Linked DNA regions of Sus scrofa: all the other regions are linked to region 1. A link is a contact called in public Hi-C and HiChIP or PLAC-seq data. All regions are on one chromosome and are shown on one strand. The core of a region is the stretch at or near the end of the contact, and the rest is flanking DNA. Distances in the headings are between cores, read along the strand shown.

Evidence for each region. Hi-C and Micro-C count contacts between places; a contact is called where the count stands out from the background. HiChIP or PLAC-seq counts read pairs in DNA pulled down with a chosen protein or histone mark.
Region 2: a contact with region 1 is called in an H3K27ac HiChIP or PLAC-seq map of alveolar macrophages. The contact joins the enhancer-like site here to the promoter of ATF7 in region 1. A contact is called at or near these places in 6 of 47 Hi-C or Micro-C datasets (embryonic fibroblasts, epiblast stem cells, fibroblasts and 3 more) and 2 of 2 datasets of contacts at active chromatin or transcription factors (alveolar macrophages and skeletal muscle).
Region 3: a Hi-C map of liver shows a contact between it and region 1, with 6 times the contacts expected there. The contact joins the promoter of CALCOCO1 here to the promoter of ATF7 in region 1. A contact is called at or near these places in 3 of 47 Hi-C or Micro-C datasets (heart right ventricle, liver and skeletal muscle).

What each region holds. Positions count from the first base shown.
Region 1 is chr5:18,836,726-18,840,156 of Sscrofa11.1, forward strand. It overlaps ATF7 (cyclic AMP-dependent transcription factor ATF-7), which reads right to left and starts at 1,945. Exons shown (of 11, transcript XM_013987080.2): 1 at 1,719-1,945.
Region 2 is chr5:18,771,860-18,775,295 of Sscrofa11.1, forward strand. The region is part of intron 2 of ATF7 (cyclic AMP-dependent transcription factor ATF-7); the gene reads right to left. Among named protein-coding and RNA genes, the nearest start is that of NPFF, 49 kb to the left of the region's middle. Within about 2 kb of position 1,357, at least 1 of the 83 cell types and tissues checked has an H3K27ac peak or open chromatin away from gene starts, as enhancers often do. A contact at or near this core is called in alveolar macrophages, where this site is marked.
Region 3 is chr5:18,928,443-18,932,054 of Sscrofa11.1, forward strand. CALCOCO1 (calcium-binding and coiled-coil domain-containing protein 1) reads right to left here and starts at 1,960. Exons shown (of 15, transcript XM_005652574.3): 1 at 1,819-1,960. LOC106507255 (a long non-coding RNA gene) reads left to right here and starts at 2,166. Exons shown (of 4, transcript XR_002343963.1): 1 at 2,166-2,248.

The DNA of each region.
Region 1 (3,431 bases), core at 695-3,194:
CCTTTTCTGTATAGAATTAAGAACTGGTAAGACTACTTAGTATAGCTGCCAAACTTTCCTTTAGCTTCTTTTCTTACGGACATGTTAAATTTCGCAATCATCTCCACTTACCTTATATCCTCCATGTTTAAGTACAAATTGTGTTTGATTTCCCCAACCCTTGCCCTAAGATATTATGACATATCTTTAGCTTCTGAGTCTGGACACAAAGGAAGAAGCTGAAATTTTTTCACTTTCCTGAAATATGTGTGCATTTTATTTACACCATTAAAAAATATATAAGCTAAATAAAACTGCGACCATTTAGCAACTCTTCCAGAATATCAGTGGGTAAGAAACATATTTGACAAAACAAATTTCAATTTAGGATATTTTGTTGTGCTTAGAATACCTATAAAGACCGATGTCTCTACAAGAATAACTTGCATTACTGCAAAGTTTTTAAACACAGGGCTCAAGCGAGCTTTCAGAGAAAGCTCTGCATACCCCCACAAACCTACACTTACTATGACACAACCCTCAGAGATATTAAAACACCCTCTGTTAAGGAGAAAACAAACTTTTAAAGTTAGTAAAGCAGCAACGCGGGAATCTGGGTAGGAGGTGCCCTGGGTAGTAAACACCCCAGTCGGAGAACATAACAAGCAATTGAGAGCAACATATAACTCCCTATGGGGCTCCAACTTGGCTGCTTAAGTCTCAAGCCCCCATCCCTGAGTTGAAGAGATGAAGTGCGGGAAGAGGAAGAGGGGGAGAAAGGAAATCAGAGTAGAAGTGATGAAAGTGCTCTATTTTTCTCCTTCTCTACCCCTATCCCACCTCTCTTGCAGGCTGGTCACGAGACTGGGTGCAATATCCACCAAAAGTCCTACATCTATTTCCCAGGCTTCTTCTGATACCTAGGCTAAACGCTTGTATATATCAGCCGTCTCCTAACCAAACACCTCCCTTACTTCTCTGGATTCCCCCATACCCTCTCTAAAGTGATGCCTTTTGGCCATTAACACACCACTATTAAGTCTTCCCAAACTCACTCACTTAATTTTCTCCATATCCACTTTTTTCCTGCTATCATGTCCCTAATACTCTTTTTTATAATTCAGTCGAAATGCCGTGCTCTCACTTCCAATGATTTACCTCTATCTTTCCAGCCAAACCAAGTACCATGTTTTCACCTACTCATCCCTACCTCCTGCCTATTACCCTTGCCGCTTCCAATGCCAAGCCTCTAACCCCACTCTTGGAAGAAACCCTGGGTCTTCAACCAATTTAGTACCCCACCCCTTCCTCCCATTCCACCCCATTCCAGCCTCCACTAGACTTCCATTCCCTCAGGATTCAACTCCCCTCTCATTGCCACGCCCTGCGCCCCCCGGGGCTACTTACCCCAAGTTCTCCCCACACTTCAGGCCTCTGGCCCCGCCTTCCCCCCCCAAAGGAAGGAGGCGGGAGGAAAGAGAGAAGGGGGCGGCACTCCGCAAGGTAAAGACGATCTCCTATTAGTGCTCATCGCCGCCAATCGTAGCCTCCTTCTCTTTTATTGGTCGGCCTTAGCCCACGCCCCACCCTCTTCCTCAGACAGGGCCCGGCCACCGCCTCAGCGCCCCCGTCCAACACACACTGGGAGGGGAGATCCCGGCCTGGGACACTGGGACAGGCCAGAGTTGAGGGGGAGAGTCCCGTCAGCTCATGGACTAGTTAATGTTAACAGGACTTACCCGTTGGTAGCTCCGTCGCCTCCTGCCCGCCTGCGCTTCGTCTCACAATCTACCTCCAGCTCCTTCTTCCCCCCCCTCAGCGGAGCAGATACTTTCCTCTCGTCCGGCCAGGCGCGCGCACTTCTCGCGAGATGTTGAGAGGGGGTTGGAGGAAGGGCGAGATTTGTTGGGCCTGAATTGGAAAGCGGCCGAGGGACTGGCCTCCGAAAAAAGAAGGGGCTGGACTTTGAGTGGGCAGGGCTAGGTAGGGAGGCTGAACAAGTTCTCTAGGCGGTGGTTACACGTGTTCGGCTGCCTAGTGTAAGGGAGAAAAGAAAAAGAAGGAAAGGGAATCCTTACAGGTGCCTGTAGTACTGGAGATTCAAAGGTTCTCATTCTACAGAATGAGATCATCTTAAAGGAGCGCACTTTAAAAACGAGAGGAGATTATACCTCAATAAAGCTGTTAAAAAAGGGGAAAAACTGAGACAGCTATACAAGATTCCAAACAGTTGAGTAGTTGCATTTTCTTCTTTGCACTTAGAGTAGCATAACTGTGGCCATAATCTGCTCTGTGTGTGACTGTTTATGGCAGTGGAGAACTTCTACCAAAAGTTCAACCACAGGAATTGGAGACTTTTTACAAAATGCAGGCCTTCAGAATTATCACTTCCTTGAAGAATTGAACTATGAGAAGGAGACAGCCTTCGGAAGATTTTGGGTGAAACATCAAATGCAAAGACCATTTAAAAATTTCTCATATGGTTACTAAGGTGGTAAATTTTGTTATGTGGTATTTACAACTAAAAAAAAAACCTTGATTTTTTAGTTTTATTTTTTTAAGGCTGCACCTGCAGCCTGTGGAGATTCCCAGGCTTGGGGTCTAATCAGAGCTACAGCTGCCAGCCACCACCACAGCCATAGCAACTCAGGATCCGAGCTGCGTCTGCGACCTACCTACCACAACTCATGGCTACACTGGATCCCAGACCAGTTGAGGCTGGAGATTGAACCTGCATCCTCAAGGATACTAGTCGGACTCATTTCTGCTTTGCCACAATGGGAACTCCAAGAAAAACTTTTTTTTTTTTGTCTTTTTCTAGGGCTGCACGTGCGGCTTATGAAGGTTCCCAGGCTAGGGGTCTAATCAGAGCTGTAGCCGCCTGCCTACGCCAGAGCCACGTCTGCAACCTACACCACAGCTCATAGCAACACCGGATCCTTAACCCAATGAGCAAGGTCAGGGATGGAACCCACAACCTCATGGTTCCTAGTCAGATTCATTAACCACTAAGCCACGATGGGAACTCCCCGAGAAATACTTTAAAAACATTATTGTAATTATAAGGATGGTTGACTCAAAATGTTACCTCTGGAATCTCTCTCAGGAAGCTTCCTTTTGCAGTTTTATATCAGCTTTCTAAACTTCCTGCCTAGGATCTCATCTGTCTTCACAGCCTCTGAAAGGTAGAAAGAATCCAGGTGATTTCTCCCTAGGTAACAAAAGTGAAAGAGCAGCGTACAATCACCTATGTTCTTGCGAAGTGAATTGAGAAAAGCTGAGAGGGGTCCTGGTTGCCAATCTACTCTCTCCTAAAACAATTTCTACTTAAAAGAATACAATGATAGGAGTTCCCGCTGTGGCGCAAAGGGATTGGCGGTGTTTTAGTAGAGCTTGGGATACTAAGCTGTGGCTTAGGTCATGACTGCAGCTGTGATCTGACCCCTGGCCTG
Region 2 (3,436 bases), core at 107-2,606, 65 kb before region 1:
ATCCCAATGACTTGAATTTTATTGGGCAGAGTATCAGCATCTCACAGGTATCAAGCAGTGTCAAGAACTGGATTCCTCCTTTTACAAAGTTTACCCTGGAGTATCCGACAAGAGGAAAAGGTATATTACAATCAAATCAACAAGCCAGGTGAGGGTTGGGGAGTGGAAAAAGAATGTTAAAATCCATAATCAACAATGAATTGCTAGATCTTCATTGTTAGGATCTGAGATTAACATTAATGCATTATTCCACAACAGACAGACCAATGATGCAACCATTCCTCTAAGCAGCGGAAGTTTTAAATGCACAGCCACACCTGATCACTCATTTTTATTTTCGCTCCTGTTCCCTCCTCCTGTTTATGACAAATGTGAAAAATCATGAGCCCCAAGGGTGTGTCTTGTGCCAAATAAGCTGCAGGTGCCTAATAAATCACAGCAAAAAGGTAATGAGCTCCAAAGGTCACATAGGTCAACTCCAACCAGTGTTGGGCAGTGCAGGAAAGAGAGGCAGATACAATTTCTTATCAGTATGGGGAAAGATTAGGTGTTTTATTTTTATATCTTGGCCTAATGGGATTGAGAAATATAATCTTATTTGAGGTTTAACTGTACTTAGAAGGTCCTGGGCATCTCAATTTCTATGGATTCCCTAGTATATCACAGTAAAGCAGTAAGTATAAATGTTGAGGGTTTCTTTTTTTCTTTTTCTTTTTTTTTTGGTCTTTTAGGGTCACACCCTCAGCATATGGAGGTTTCCAGGCTAGGGGTCAAATTGGAGGTGTAGCTGCTGACCTATGCCACAGCCATAGTAATGCGGGATCTGAGACGTGTCTGCGATCTACACCACAGCTCACAGCAACACCAGATCCTCAACCCATTGAACAAGGCCAGGGATAGAACCCTCATCCTCACAGATACTACTCGGATTCATTTCCACTGAGCCATGACGGAATACCCAGTAAGTATAAACCTTTTCTCCTTCTCTCACTCTCTTTATTTTTATTTATTTATCTATTTATTTATTTTATTTTAGGGCTGCGCCCGAGGCATATGGAGGTTCCCAGGCTAGGGGTCGAATTGGAGCTGTAGCTGCTGGCCTATGCCACAGCCACAGCAATGCAGGATCCTTAACCCACTGAGTGAGGCCAGGGATCAAACCTACAACCTCATAGTTCCTAGTCAGTTTCGTTTCTGCTGCACCATGACGGGAACTCCTCTTTATTTTTTGATAGTGGTAAAATACACATAAAATTTATCACTGAAACCATTTTAAGTGTACAGTTTAGTGATATTAAATACATTCATATTGTGCAACCATCACTACCATCCCTGCTCATAACTCTCTGTATCCTGCAGAACTGAAACTCCATAGTCATTAAACAATAACTTCCCACTCTCCCTCCAACTCCTGGCAACCACCACTATACTTTCTGTCTTTATGATTCTGCCTATTCTAAGGGCCTCATTTGAATGAAAGCATACAGTATTTGTCTTTTTGAGACTTACTTCACTCAGCATATCTTCAAGGTTCCTTTATGTTGCAGAATATTGCAGAATTTCCTTCCTTTTTATTATGGCTACATGACAGCCCATTGTATGTATATATCACATTTTGTTTGTCCATTTATCAGCAGATGGACATTTGGGTTGCTTCCATGTTTTGGCTATTGTGAACAATACTGCTATGAATATGGCTGTACAAATAACTCTGCTTTCAATTCTTTGGGGGCATATACTCAGAAATGGAATTGCTGGATCATATAGTAATTCTGGGTTTTTTTTTTTGGCCATGCCTACAGTATGTGGAAGTTCCCAGGCTAGGGATCAAACCCGAGCCACAGCAGTAACAATGCTGAATCCTTAATCTCTAGGCTACCAGGGAACTCCAGGAATTCTATTTTTAATTTTTTGAGGAACTGTCATGCTGTTGTCCTCATTGGCTATACCATTTTAATATTGCCACCAGAAATGCACAAAGGTTCCAATTTCTCCATATCCTCACCAACACTCATTATTATCATCATTTGTCTTTTTTAGGGCCACACTCATGGCATGTGGAGGTTCCCAGGCTAGGGGTCAAATCCGAGCTGTAGCTGCTGCCCTACGCCATAGCCAGAGCAAGGTAGGATACAAGCCGTGTCTGCGACCTATACCATAAATCCCAGCAACGCTGGATTCTTAACCCACTGAGCAAGGCCAGAGATCAAACCCATGGTCCTCATGGATACTAGTCCAGTTCATTAACTGCTGAGCCACGAGGGAACTCCTATTTTTAAAAAATTTATTATGATTTTTTTTAATATGGAAAGCTTCATGAAATTGCATGTTATCTTTGTAAAGGGGCCATGCTAATCTTCTCTGTATCTTTCCAATTTTATATATATGCTGCTGCAGCAAGCATTGATTTTTTTGTTTTTTTTTGCATTTTAGGGCTGCACCCATGGCATATGGAAGTTCCCAGGCTAGGGGTCGAATCAGAGTTATAGCTGCTGGCCTACGCCACAATGACAGCAACACCAGATCTGAGCTGCGTCTGTGACCTACACCGCAGCTCATGACAACACCGGATCCTTAACCCACTGAGCAAGGCCAGGGATGGAACCTGTGTCCTCATGGATGCTAGTCAGATTCATTAACCACTAAGCCACTAAGGGAACTCTGATTTTTTTTTCTTTAAAAAGTAGCCATTCTAATGGGTCTGAAGTAGTGTCTCACTGCAGTTTTGATTTCCATTTCTCTATTGATTAGAGATATTGAGCATCTTTTCATGTGCTTGGTTGGCTATCTGTACATCTTTTTTTTTTTTTTTGGAAAAATGTGTGTTTTCACTTTTTTTTTTTCCTGCTTTTTAGGGCTGTACCTGCAGCAATATGGAAGTTTCCGCACTAGGGGTCGAATTGGAATTACAGCTGCCAGTCTAGGCCAAAGCTACAGCCACCAACCAGAGCCACAGCCATAGCAATGCCAGATCCAAGCTGCGTCTGTGACCTACATCACAGTTCACAGCAATGCCAGATCCTTAACCCACTGAACAAGACCAGGGATTGAACCTGCATCCTCATGGATACTAGTCGGATTTGTTTTCGCTGTGCCACAAAGGGAACTTCTAATTTAGTTAAGTCCTTGATCCATTTTGGGTTAATTTTTGTATGTGGTGAAGAGTCCAACTTCATTCTTTTGTAAGTGAAAATCCACTTTTCGCAGCATCATTTGTTGAAAAGACTATCCCTTTCCCCACTTAATGGTTTTGGCATCCTTGTCAAAAATCACTTGACTATAGGAGTTCCCATCATGGTTCAGTGGTTAGCAAACCCAACTAGCATCCATGAGAATGTGGGTTCAATCCTCAGCCTCGCTCAGTGGGTTAAGGATCCAGTGTTGTGCCATGAGCTGTGCTGCAGGTCGCACACGAGGCTCGGACCCTGCGTTGCTG
Region 3 (3,612 bases), core at 710-3,209, 92 kb after region 1:
CTTAACAGTCTTGAACGTTCCAAATGCTTCAGCCTCATCTTTTCGTCCCATTTCCCACCCACCCATCTTCTGACACTTGAATTCAAACTCCAAATGAGGTGCAGCGCCCCGGCATCCTGAATGGGTCTCCTTGCCCACTCAAGCTCTACCCGGGAATGATTTATGACACCTGAACTTATCCCTGAAAGGAATGAGTGAGTCTTCAGAGCTGGAATAAGGCTGGGGGAACGAATAGCCCAGTTCCCAAGCCCCTGACCTCTCATTTTTCTGTCTCTCAGTCATCTACCATGGATTAAAAAAAAAAAAAAAAAAAAAGCTTGCACTCTCATCCAAGAGACAAAGCAAAAAGGAGGATATAAGGAAAGACAGGTTTTCAATCATTACTCCAGGAAGTCAAGAATGCTGGAGGCGGCTGCTTCAAGGGTGGAGTGAAACACTCAGCAGGAACGTGGTGCTGTGGGGAGATGGAATGTGGGGGCCTGGAGCCAGGAAAGCCCCACCCCTGGGGCAGGGACAGACTGAAGTAAGGGGCCTTGGGATGGGGAAAGGTACACATGATGTTGAGAGAAGGAAAGAGAGTTCCAAAAGAACCTCACATTCTTCTCTTCAGGTCTTGCCAGGAGCAGGGTTAGAAATCTACTGGTCTGACTCTATGTGAACCCAGCTCTCGTATTTCCCTACCCATTTTCTCTCTGCTCCCCTAAGCCTTAATTCCAAGTGCCTTAATCCTTCCAGCTGCTCAGATTGGTAGTTGGAGGCATGCTATAGGAGGGATTGAGAGGAAGAGATGTTCCAAGCTAGGTGGGGAAAATTCACTGGAAAGAATGGGGGTGGGACGAAGAAGGATAACAATCAAGAGAATCCTCAGGCCAGGCCTGTGAGATGGCCCTTGTCATTTCTCCTCTCTAGCTCACTAATCTTCCTCCTGTGTCAGCCACAGGCACTAGTCATATGCACGCCCCCAAACACCACAAACCCACACTGAGGCTGAAGTCAGGTGGGTAGAGACTTTAAAAGAAGACAAAAACGCCTTAGAGAAGGCAAGATGGGCCAGCTCTACAGAAAGAAGCTACTTCTTCCTCCAAAATAGAGACTGAATTGAGGACAAGAGGTTTCTCTGAATTTTTATCTCTGAAAAATCCTTACTTAAAACCAGCCCATGTTTTTTCTAAATACAATTCTTCTGGCTTTCCAGGAGGGGGTGAATTGTCCTCAAAGATCTAAGCCGGGGGAACCCCATATACTCCCTACAAAAAAAATTCCTAACAGCTGGAAATATCCCCAGGCCTGAAAGAGAGCACTGGGCACCTGAAGTGTGTATGTGTAGCCTGATTCGGTTGTTTGCTTTGCGGGGGGGGGGGGTGTCTCATCCCCCCACGCTGTAGGGCTTCAGAGTTCTTTTAACATTCTACACCTTGTAATGTTTTCCTTCAGGAATTCAGTGGCATAAAGGCCTTTAGATTGAGGTGGGGCGGAGGGTGGCTGGGGGAGAGGGGAACGGGAAGGTTTGTGAGGCCAAGTCTTGCCTGGCTGAGAATAAGCAGACTTCGGCCTCCCTCAACTCCCTTAAGCGTTTCAAGCTTTATAAAGAAGGACTGAGATGGAGGCGAGAACAGTGACTGGGTATCCCCTTGATCACGGCCCCCCTGAGACCAAGAACTCTCAAAACTGTGGGGGTGGTTTCTCCAGTACGGAAAGTGTTAACACCCAAACGCTCCTCCACCCGCCTTTACCGGTTCCCTTAGATGATCCTTTCACAGGCTTGAAAGTGGGGTGGCCCCCCATAAAACCGCCCCCAAATTAGGCCAAGTTTCTTACCCCACAGACGGATCAGCTGTTCCCTCACCTTTCACCAACAACAAAAACAGCACTCCGACTCCAGGAGGGGAGGGAGAAGGGTGGACGCGAGGGCTTCTGGGGTTTGTGGTTCCTCCGAGCCTTTTTGCCGGCGAGCCAGTGCGGATCTAGGACTACATAACCCAGGAGTCTGTGCGCAAGGAGGGCGGAGTAGAGGGCGGCCGCGGGGGAGGCCTCACAGCAGCATCCTGGGAGGCGTAGTTCTCACTTCCGTGACCGTGAACGAGGGTGTGGCCAGCAAAGAACTTCACAGCCCATGATGCCTTAGGAGGGGGGCAGGCTACGTTAGTGGCGACTGCCGGTTGGTACCGTGCGTGGTTGGGGGTGGGGAGGAGTTACGGCTCGAAAGCTGTCTTTAAAATACATTATAGAGTGGGCCGAACGAGTTCAGGTACACACTTTCGCTTACTTTTAACGACAACTTGTGAGGTAGGCGGTTTTGTTATCCACGCCTTTCAGATGGAGACACTAAAGCCCAGAAAGGTTACGGAACCGATCTAAAGTATCAAAGCTATGAGAGGGTAGGATTGCACGACTCCCAGTGCTCTTGCCACTACATCACAACTACCTACCGTCTAGGGGATAGGAAACTGTGGTAGCAGTTTCTTCATTGCTTCATCCTCAGGGGCAGCCCTGCAAAAACTATGTGTTCTGCACCACTGAGGATTTTTTTTTTCTAACTCGAGGGCTTCAGTTCCAGACGCCTGCCAACACTGGACTGGGCTCCCCTCAGCGTCCTCTAGGTCCAGAAGGAGGACCCATTGTCCGAGGTGTTGTTGGTTGGGAGGGCAGAGGTGAAGTGAGGAGAACCACGTTGAAAAGGGAACATGGCATAATGCAGGACAGTTCAGAAACAAGCCACTTACCCGGCTGGTTTGCCCAAGCCTTTTAACTGGCTTAAATTCATTAAGATAATAATACATGTTGTTGCTCCTGTTTTTTGTTTAGAAGAGGTGAAAGATTCACATTCCTCCCACGCACCCTCAAGTCACGAGTCCATTAAAGACCTGGGCATCCTGCACGGGGTCTGAGGCATTCAAAAAATGATCTCTCTCAGTCTCTGTATTAAGGAATTACAGTCTAAGGATTGATTTGCTCTTCTGCTTTAATTTTCTGCTGCATTAAGTTATGGTGCCTCTGCCTTTTCCAAGTTTTGGGGTAGTATTTTGCTTTTATGACAATAGTGTGTCTGGTGCCTGCCCTTGGGTGCCTTTCATATTGAAGATCTCCAAGCACTTAGCAATAAATCATCAGGCTTCACAAACATTAAGGTGACATGTCAGCGTCACTAGTCAGGATTTATGAGTTAGGACAAGCTGCTGGTTGCAGAGATGGCTCAAGGTCCTGGGGTGGGTTAAGAGTGAGGCCTGTTCAGGTGCCCAAGTCTCAGTTGTTCTTGGTTTTTGTCTTCCACCTGGCATAAAGGCTTATAGGAAAACTCAGTCTCAGCTGGAGCTCAAAATAGTAACTTTTGTTTATTGGGTGTTTACAATGTGTTTAAACTATGTTAAGGACTTTTCCATATAATACAATACCCTTATATAGTAGGCCCTTTTATTATTCCCACTTTACATAAGATGAAGATTGAGGCACAGACTATTAAGTGACTTACCTGGGGTCATAGACTTACCACCACTACCTAGCAAGTGGTAGAATCAGGATTGAAGCACAAATGGTCAGAATACCATATTAACCACCCCAGAAACTCCTGGGTGGCATACTAACTCCCTTTGTTCTAAGGAACAGTGCTCTTAC